Linked DNA regions of Mus musculus: region 2 is linked to region 1. Evidence: chromatin contacts called from public promoter capture Hi-C data. All regions are on one chromosome and are shown on one strand. Each heading gives the region's core, a stretch centred on a gene start, on an enhancer-like site or on the middle of the called end of the contact. The rest is flanking DNA. Distances are from core to core; before and after follow the strand shown.

Region 1 (4,206 bases), core at 1,218-3,717:
CTTACAAACGTCATCGGGAAACCTATTATCATGTAATGTTAGTACATGCTAGTGAAAACATTCAGAAAAGTTGACATCATTACCTCAACTCAGTCTCAAAGCATGTTTTAGATAAATATATTGGTAATCGAGGGGGAACAAATACAAGGCATAGAACATTTAGAGGTCAAGTTTTTAATATGGATGGAGGTGTGGATTACTGTAAGCTTCTCTTGAGTGTTTCTTCAGCCAGCCTGGAATGAAATCTGAAGCCTGCTTAACCTTCCCCAAGGACAAACTGCTGACTTTCCTTATTCTGGTTTGGAGTGGTGCTTTGGAGTCTAAAATGTCACTCTCTCCCTTTTCAATTTCATTGTCAGATGAATAGATGTCTGACAGTGACTAGTGAATTTCAATTGCTAGAAATTCTCTTTATTTTTTTTTTCTGTCTCTGTAATTAGTCTTCATTAAGCAATTACAGTGAATTCTGACATCCAGATCCGCATAGTAATACATTATTATATATATCCACTAGATGGCAGTGTTTCCAAAGCAATACAATGAAATAGAGCCACCCCCCCCAAACTGTTTTTTCCTGTTTACCTTTCTCTACCCTCCCTCCCCTGTGAATTTTGCTATAAAAATAAAATAGAATTACATTTCTGCAGTCATTTTTAAAAATCCAATCTTTTTCGTCAAATAAATGTCAACTTGAAATTTTTGTGTATTTTAAGATAAAAACTATAAAATAAAGAAATAGGGTTTTCTCCTTAATTCTCTAGCATATAAATACCCATAAATCATTTGCAGCAAATGCTGCGAGCAAGGCAAGCCATGAGAGCATGGAAGACACATATCCATGCCAGTATTTTCGTGTTCTGTAATTTAGAGAAAGTACTTCATCTGAAATTCTATGAATAATACAATTCAAGCTAAGAGCACCTCTGTGAGAGCTCCAGTAGAATCAAGCAGCATACTCCATGCCAAAACTCATCAACGCCTCTCAGGGGGCACAGGGGGCATAGAAAAAAATCTGCAGCAGTTGTTTGGCAGAAAACAATCACTAATATTTTTCAAGGAAAGACGGTAAAGGAAGATATTACGTATATAAAAAGGTAAGTGTGTAACAAATAGTTTAACTGTTGTATTAGTGAACCCCCCAAAGTGGACAGGAGCTGATCTGATGCAAATCACAGCAGGATCTTTATTCCACTAGCTCAGGTTCCCCAGGCCACTGCCAACATGTGGAACAAATTTGGTAGAAAGGAGTAGGGAATATCTAAAGTTTTATAGAAAGCAGCAAGAGGCCAGTGGGTGTTTCTAGCCTGGCAAGCATCTAACTGGAGAGCTACCATGTCCTTTAGTGTAAACTGACTGATACTGGGAGTCAAACCATAAACTTCACTTCACTTCTCTTTGTGTTGATGGTTATTAGTCAGGGGGACAGGGTTGTTGAAATTAACCTGGAAATGCTGGATTTGTTGGGGATTAGCTATAGAAACTGGAGTTTCTAGGTTTTGTTGGGGAGTAAATTGAAAACTAATGCCTTTTAGTTTACCTGAGTTCAAGTTTTCTGAAATGAAGTCTGAATTTAAGATTTGGTCTCTCGGGGCTGGAGAGATGGCTCAGCAACTGATCTTCCAGAGGTCCTGAGTTCAATTCCCAGAAACCAAGTGTTGGCTCACAACCATCTGTAATAGGATCTGATGCCCTCTTCCGGTGTGTCTGAAGAAAGCAATGATGTACTCATATACATTAAATAAATAGATAAATAAATAAATAGATAGATAAATAGATTTTAAATAGATAAATAAATAAATCTTTTTTTAAAAAAATCAAAAAAGATTTGGTCTCTCATAACAACTTTGTAGAATTTTATGATTCTTTATATTTTACAAACAGCAAGTGCCGCTTGCCAGTTGGAGCGATATATAAACCAGACAATTTGCTACTTTGAAACATTAAAGTACAAATCCCTGCTTATTTTCTCTGGAATAGCAACAGCCACAAACTACTTCCTGTGCTGACACTATCTATCTATTATGTTATTTATTTCTGCTCTTTTGTTTTCAAGCCCTGATGTCAATCATTATTCCAGCTGTTCTCTCTTAAGCTACTATGACAGTTTCTTTGTCAGACTTTTTGTCTTTTATTTCCATCCCAACACAGAAATCATACTGATATTCAGTGATCCTCCTTTCTTGCCACAAAATCTGATTTTTATAGCTTGTCAGAAGACATCTGAGCTGCTACCCAGGTTGAATCTCCAGATTATCATGAACTGAAATTGCTATGCATCAAGGCTTGTGTTCTGTCACGATGCTGTTTCCCTTCCTTCAGCACAAATCTCCTGTATATACCTTAACAAATTGCCGCACTCCTCACAGCTTAAACCAACAGGAATTTATTCTCTCATTACAGACATTCTGAAGCTCACCATTAGGATGTCAGCTGTGTTGATTTCCTTGAGGGACCCTAAGGGGTTTTCCAGTCCCACACCCTCCTTAACACTTCCCCCTCCTGCCTGGAGTCAAGGCTAGTCCAAGTTCCATTCTCCACCCACAGGAACATTCCTGAGTAAAACAATCTCAGAATGTACTGACTGATAATTACTTGAGCCTCTGGAAAGTCTCAGGTAGAGTTCAAATGCCTGTCATGCTTGCTAGCCAATAGATTTAAAGGTCTATATGCTTAGACAACAAGTTTGAACTATAACCTTGCTGATGAAACCTGTGAACCTAAAAAATATAAAAACTGCTCATAATAGTTGTTTGGGGTCACTTTCTTAGTAACTTGCCTTGATGGACTAATTGAAGGTCGACCCTGATATACCCAAAAATAAACCTCTTTGTTTTGCATAGATCTGCATATCTCTTTGGGCATCTCAAAGTAAGTACCATTGACAAAAGGTCAGTGTCTTACACTCTCAAGATTCCTTGAGGTAGGTTCCCTATTCCATGTCTTTTGTTGGCTGCCTGAAACCCTTGGTTTCTGCATAAGTTCCATTTCTGCCCCCCTCTGTTTCACTGTGTGTAGTGGTTTGAATGAGAATGGCCCCTATAGGCTCATAGATTAGAATAATTGTTCAATAGGACGTGGCACTACTTGAGCAAGATTAGCAGATACTACCTTGTTCGAGAAAGTGTGTCATTGAAGGTTGGACTTTAAGGTTTCAAATCACAAGCCAGGTCCAGTGTCTCTCTCTTCCTGTTGCCAGCTATCAGGATATGGAACTCTCAGCTACTTCTCTGGCACTATGTCTGTTTGTATGACTCTATGATTTTTGCCATGATGAAAATGGACTAGACCTTTGAAACATGAAGGAAGCTCACTTAAATGCTTTCTTTTTATAAGAGTTGCTGTGGACATAGTGTCTCTTCACAGCAATAGACTACTAAGACAGAAACTGGTACTAGAGATCAGGTTATTGCTGTGGTAGGTCTGACCATGCTATTTATTTAAGGAATGCTGAAGACTTTGGGACTTTGGGCTAGAAAACTAGTTGAATGTTTTAAGCATGATAAATGGGCCATCTTAGGAGGAACATAAAAGACAATGGTGCTGAAGATAGAGGAGGTAAACCTGAATAACATTGCTAGGTGGTCTAGAAACTGTTCTTGTGATAATTTAAAGAATGTGGCTGCTTTATATACTTGTTGAGGAAATATGCCTGAGGCTAGTAACTCCTGGACTATTTCTATTCATTTTTTTTTTTTTTTGGTATTTATTTCATTTACATTTCCAATGCTATCCCAAAAGTCCCCCACCCATTCCCCACCCACCCACTCACACTTCTTGGCCCTCGTTCTCCTGTACTGAGACAGATAAAGTTTGCACGACAAATGGGCCTCTCTTTCCACTGATGGCCGACTAGGCCATCTTCTGATACATATGCATCTAGAGTCAAGAGCTCTGGGGGAGGGGGTACTGGGTAGCTCATATTGTTGTTCCACCTATCCGGTTGCAGACCACCCCAGCTCCTTGGGTACTTTCTCTAGCGCCTCCATTGGGGGCCCTGTGATCCATCCATTAGCTGACTGTGAGCATCCACTTCTGTGTTTGCTAGGCCCCAGCATAGTCTCTCAAGAGACAGCTACATCTGGGTCCTTTCGATAAAATCTTGCTAGTGTATGCAATGGTGTCAGCGTTTGGAAGCTGATTATGGGATGGATCTCCGGATATGGCAGTTTCTAGATGGTCCATCCTTTTGTCTCAGCTCCAAACTAT
Region 2 (3,736 bases), core at 1,051-3,550, 1.6 Mb after region 1:
CAGAAGTGGATGCTCACAGTCAGCTAATGGATGGATCACAGGGCTCCCAATGGAGGAGCTAGAGAAAGAACCCAAGGAGCTAAAGGGATCTGCAACCCTATAGGTGGAACAACATTATGAACTAACCAGTACCCCGGAGCTCTTGACTCTAGCTGCATATGGATCAAAAGATGGCCTAGTCGGCCATCACTGGAAAGAGAGGCCCATTGGACACACAAACTTTATATGCCCCAGTACAGGGGAACGCCAGGGCCAAAAAGGGGGAGTGGGTGGGTAGGGGAGTGGGGGTGGGTGGGTATGGGGGACTTTTGGTATAGCATTGGAAATGTAAATGAGCTAAATACCTAATAAAAAATGGAAAAACAAAAAAATACAAACAAAAAAAAACATACAATTCTACTCCTCCGATATTCACCTAAAAGAAAATGTTCATGCCTACTCAAAAATTTCTAAATGAATACCCAGACAAGCTTTACTTATAAACAATCCAAAGATCAATTAAAAAGCCAGCAGAAAATCTGAGGGACAACCATACAACTGAATGCCATGCAACAATGAAAAAAAAAAAAAAAAAAAAAAAGAACTTCTAACAAGGGTTCATCTCAAAAGCACAGAGTGAAGAAAAACAGATCCAAAGCAATTATATACTGTATGATTCTATTTACGGGAACTTCTGATGGGAACAGCTGCAGAGATCCAAAGGTACGCACAGAAAGATCAATCCATCGTTTTTACAATAATCCAGATGGAAAATGCTAAATCAGGGTGGCTGCAAAGATATGAGAAATGGTCCAGTTCTGAATCTATCTCAGAGAGAAAGTCAGCATAGTTTTCTAAAGAACTCAATGAACTATGCAAATAAATGAAGCTGGCTGGACATGGGCAGGAGGAGAGATGAAATTCCGATTGATTGAGATGGTGAAACTGATGGGTGGAGCAGCCTGAGGGAGAGGATGCGGCTGGAATGTGTTCGGTCTGAAATGCCCATCAGATGTCTAAATTAAGGCAGTAAACCAGCAAGTGGGTGTGCAGAAAGATCACTGCACTGCAGATGGAAGATTGGGAGCTTTTTACCTCATTGCTCCAAAGAACGAGCTGAAATGAGTTTAAATAAGCAGACACATAGAGAGATATTTTTACTGTCTGGTAACAGAGAATCTGTTTTTTCAAAGAAAAGCGGTTTGGGGACATTGGTGACAAGTAGGGTCAGGGAAACTTAGTAGTAAATGTCTTTGCTACAGTCATCAACGCCTTCCATACTTAGTAAGTTCTGCAGATCTGATCCTGTGCAGTACTGGATAGCCTGTCACCAGTACTGGTCAGGATCACCATTGGATGTCAATATCTACTTAACCCACCCACCCAGAAGACAGAAGAGCCGTAATCACCTGAAAGCTGCTCTCCAGCAGTCTCTACCAACTTGCCACTTCCACAGCCTCTGCAATATGCCCCTGGACAGGGCAGTCCTTAGCTCCTCCAAGTTAGCAGGTTCTGTTACTTCTCAAATTGCATTTGGTGACTTCGTTCTTAAAAGGCATATCTGAAACCAAAGGGAAGTAACTGCCTAACTGTGGGGTGGGAGAAGCTATCAGGAATAGCTGCAATTTGTGTGGTATGACTTGATAAAGGGGGGTGGGGCGGGACTCTCTCTTCAGATTCCTGAAATTCCACCATTATTATGAAAGACGCAAGAAAAATGCCTAATTTAATTTGGATGGGCAGTAATCAGGAGAAATGAGAAACTGTAGATAAGGAAGGAAGGAGAGGAGTTCACACACACGGACACACACACACACACACACACACACACACACGGGGTTGGGGGTGGAGGCAAGACACACACCTCAGGATGGCACATATTTTGTTAACATGAGTTCCATTTGGCTCACTCCTAACACCTAGCACCTAGTAGGCCCAGAAATGAACACGTTCATTCTCACCTTTCACCATTTGAGGAAGCTGACAAAACACACCCCCTCCAAAAATAAAAATCTGAAATGAAAAATAAAGGACCAGTTCTGTTAATAGCTTTAATTTATTCTCCCAGGAATCACTTGTTGAGCTAAAAGGAATTTAAGCCATTTCTGCAAAGTCTAAAAGCTCCATGGAAGTGATATTTCGATATTAGTTGTGTCTCAAATTCCTGTGAATCAGGGTACCAAGGGGCCTAATGCAGAGGATAACTGGGCCCCTAGACCCCAACGCCAAAAGGCGCGCCTTCCCGCGTGGTTGGAAGCCTGGGCAGGGCGCTTGCGCCTCCCTCTCTCTCCTCCGCCCCCCTTCGCCCTACTTCTCCTCCCTTTTTCCTCCTCCTGTGGCTGCTGCTGCAGCCAGACCTCGCCAGTTCAGACCTACCAGGCTGCCCTCCCCTACGCACTCCTTCGCTGCCCGGGCAGGAAAGTTGCGCGGCCCCCCCGCAGGTAGGAGCCCAAAGCCGAGGTCGCAAGATCTGCGCTATACCAGCGAGAGCTATACCGGGAAGTATGGTAGGGCGACCCAAGAACTGTCCCCGACTGTGAAACTGTACAGAGAAGATGGAGGTGGACTTGCTGGTCTGGGATCACAATCTGTCAGCCTGTGCCAGTACTTGGGTGACATTTGTTGGGATAGGTAGAGTAAGCGCGCTATCAACCCAGAGAGTTTTGCTGGTGACTCTGGTCTCTAGGTTCCGTGACTGAGGTATGGGATTTGAAAGGCACCTGGATTGCCCAGCGGTTGGTTGGAAGCTAAAGCGCTCAAGGACTCCCGCTGACAGACGCCTTACATCTAAGAAAGCTGAGCTCACTTCCCTGCAGGCATCAGGCTAGGAACCCCCTCCCCCAAACTGGTTCCCTGTGCTGCAAAGCTGTCTGAAGTCCTCCTACCTTAGGCAGCCTAGACCCTGTGCATAGCACATTTTGAGACCTGAGAACGAGGGGAAAAGGGATCAGTGACTTTGAGCTGCTGATTGTGCGCCAAGAGTGTGTATGGAAATGGAGCTTTAAGAGTGGGAACTAGAGAAGTCACCCTGCAGTGAGTTAGAAGCTCTGTGGGGTATTCTATCGGGAACTGTGAGATCGATAGCTCTTCGAGTTTTGTTTGGGTATTTTAGACTTTTTTTTTTTAAGACAATAAAGTCTGCGGGCATATAACTGATACTGGTTTGCAGGTATCTTTCGCTGAGCTGGGTGGAACTTCAGGTACAGCTGAGCCGTGGGTGGGTACTCTACAGTTTCAGAAAATAGACAGATGCTGCGCCCCCGTTTCCACCTCCAAGGGGGAAGAGGGATGGAATCGATCATATTCTATATCCCCTTTTGACTACCGTTTTCTGGAGCTTTATGAGTAGGTGTGGTATAAACACACGCTGAACAACCTTGGTACAGGATGGATGCAGTGAAGTAATGCATTTCTACTGTAGTTTCTCCTGTCTTGCTTATTTGGGTGGCTGGTGAGAAAGCAGACTGGAAGGAGGGTATTTGGAGCTCTCCATTCTCCTTTTCTTGTCAGTTTCTTCACTGATAAAGTTTTGATTTTCTAGGCAGTTGATACTAAACATCTCTTTGTCCCATTTCCCGTAGAGAATCACGATGTTGCAAACACTTTTCCTAACTATGCTGACTCTGGCGCTGGTCAAGTCACAGTACACCGAGGAAACCATCACATACACGGTAAGGCATGATGACATTTGAGATACAAGAATTGAGTAGTAGTCTGGGATACAAGAATTAACTGGTCTCTGCCAGGACAAGTGGGC

Evidence for each region. Promoter capture Hi-C pulls out the DNA fragments that hold promoters and counts their contacts.
Region 2: a contact with region 1 is called in a promoter capture Hi-C map of embryonic stem cells, with 7 times the contacts expected there. The contact joins the promoter of Efemp1 here to the enhancer-like site in region 1. A contact is called at or near these places in 10 of 39 promoter capture datasets (the C10 cell line, cranial neural crest, embryonic stem cells and 6 more) and 1 of 9 other capture datasets (embryonic stem cells).

Annotation. Positions count from the first base shown.
Region 1 is chr11:27,219,639-27,223,844 of GRCm38.p6, forward strand. No RefSeq gene overlaps it. Among named protein-coding and RNA genes, the nearest start is that of Gm25387, 97 kb to the right of the region's middle. Within about 2 kb of position 2,468, at least 9 of the 459 cell types and tissues checked have an H3K27ac peak or open chromatin away from gene starts, as enhancers often do. A contact at or near this core is called in embryonic stem cells and second pharyngeal arch cranial neural crest, where this site is marked.
Region 2 is chr11:28,850,905-28,854,640 of GRCm38.p6, forward strand. Efemp1 (epidermal growth factor-containing fibulin-like extracellular matrix protein 1) reads left to right here and starts at 2,301. Exons shown (of 11, transcript NM_146015.2): 1 at 2,301-2,420; 2 at 3,561-3,650. The coding sequence starts at 3,570. It overlaps Gm34185 (a long non-coding RNA gene), which reads right to left and starts at 1,604. Exons shown (of 3, transcript XR_381120.2): 1 at 1,389-1,604.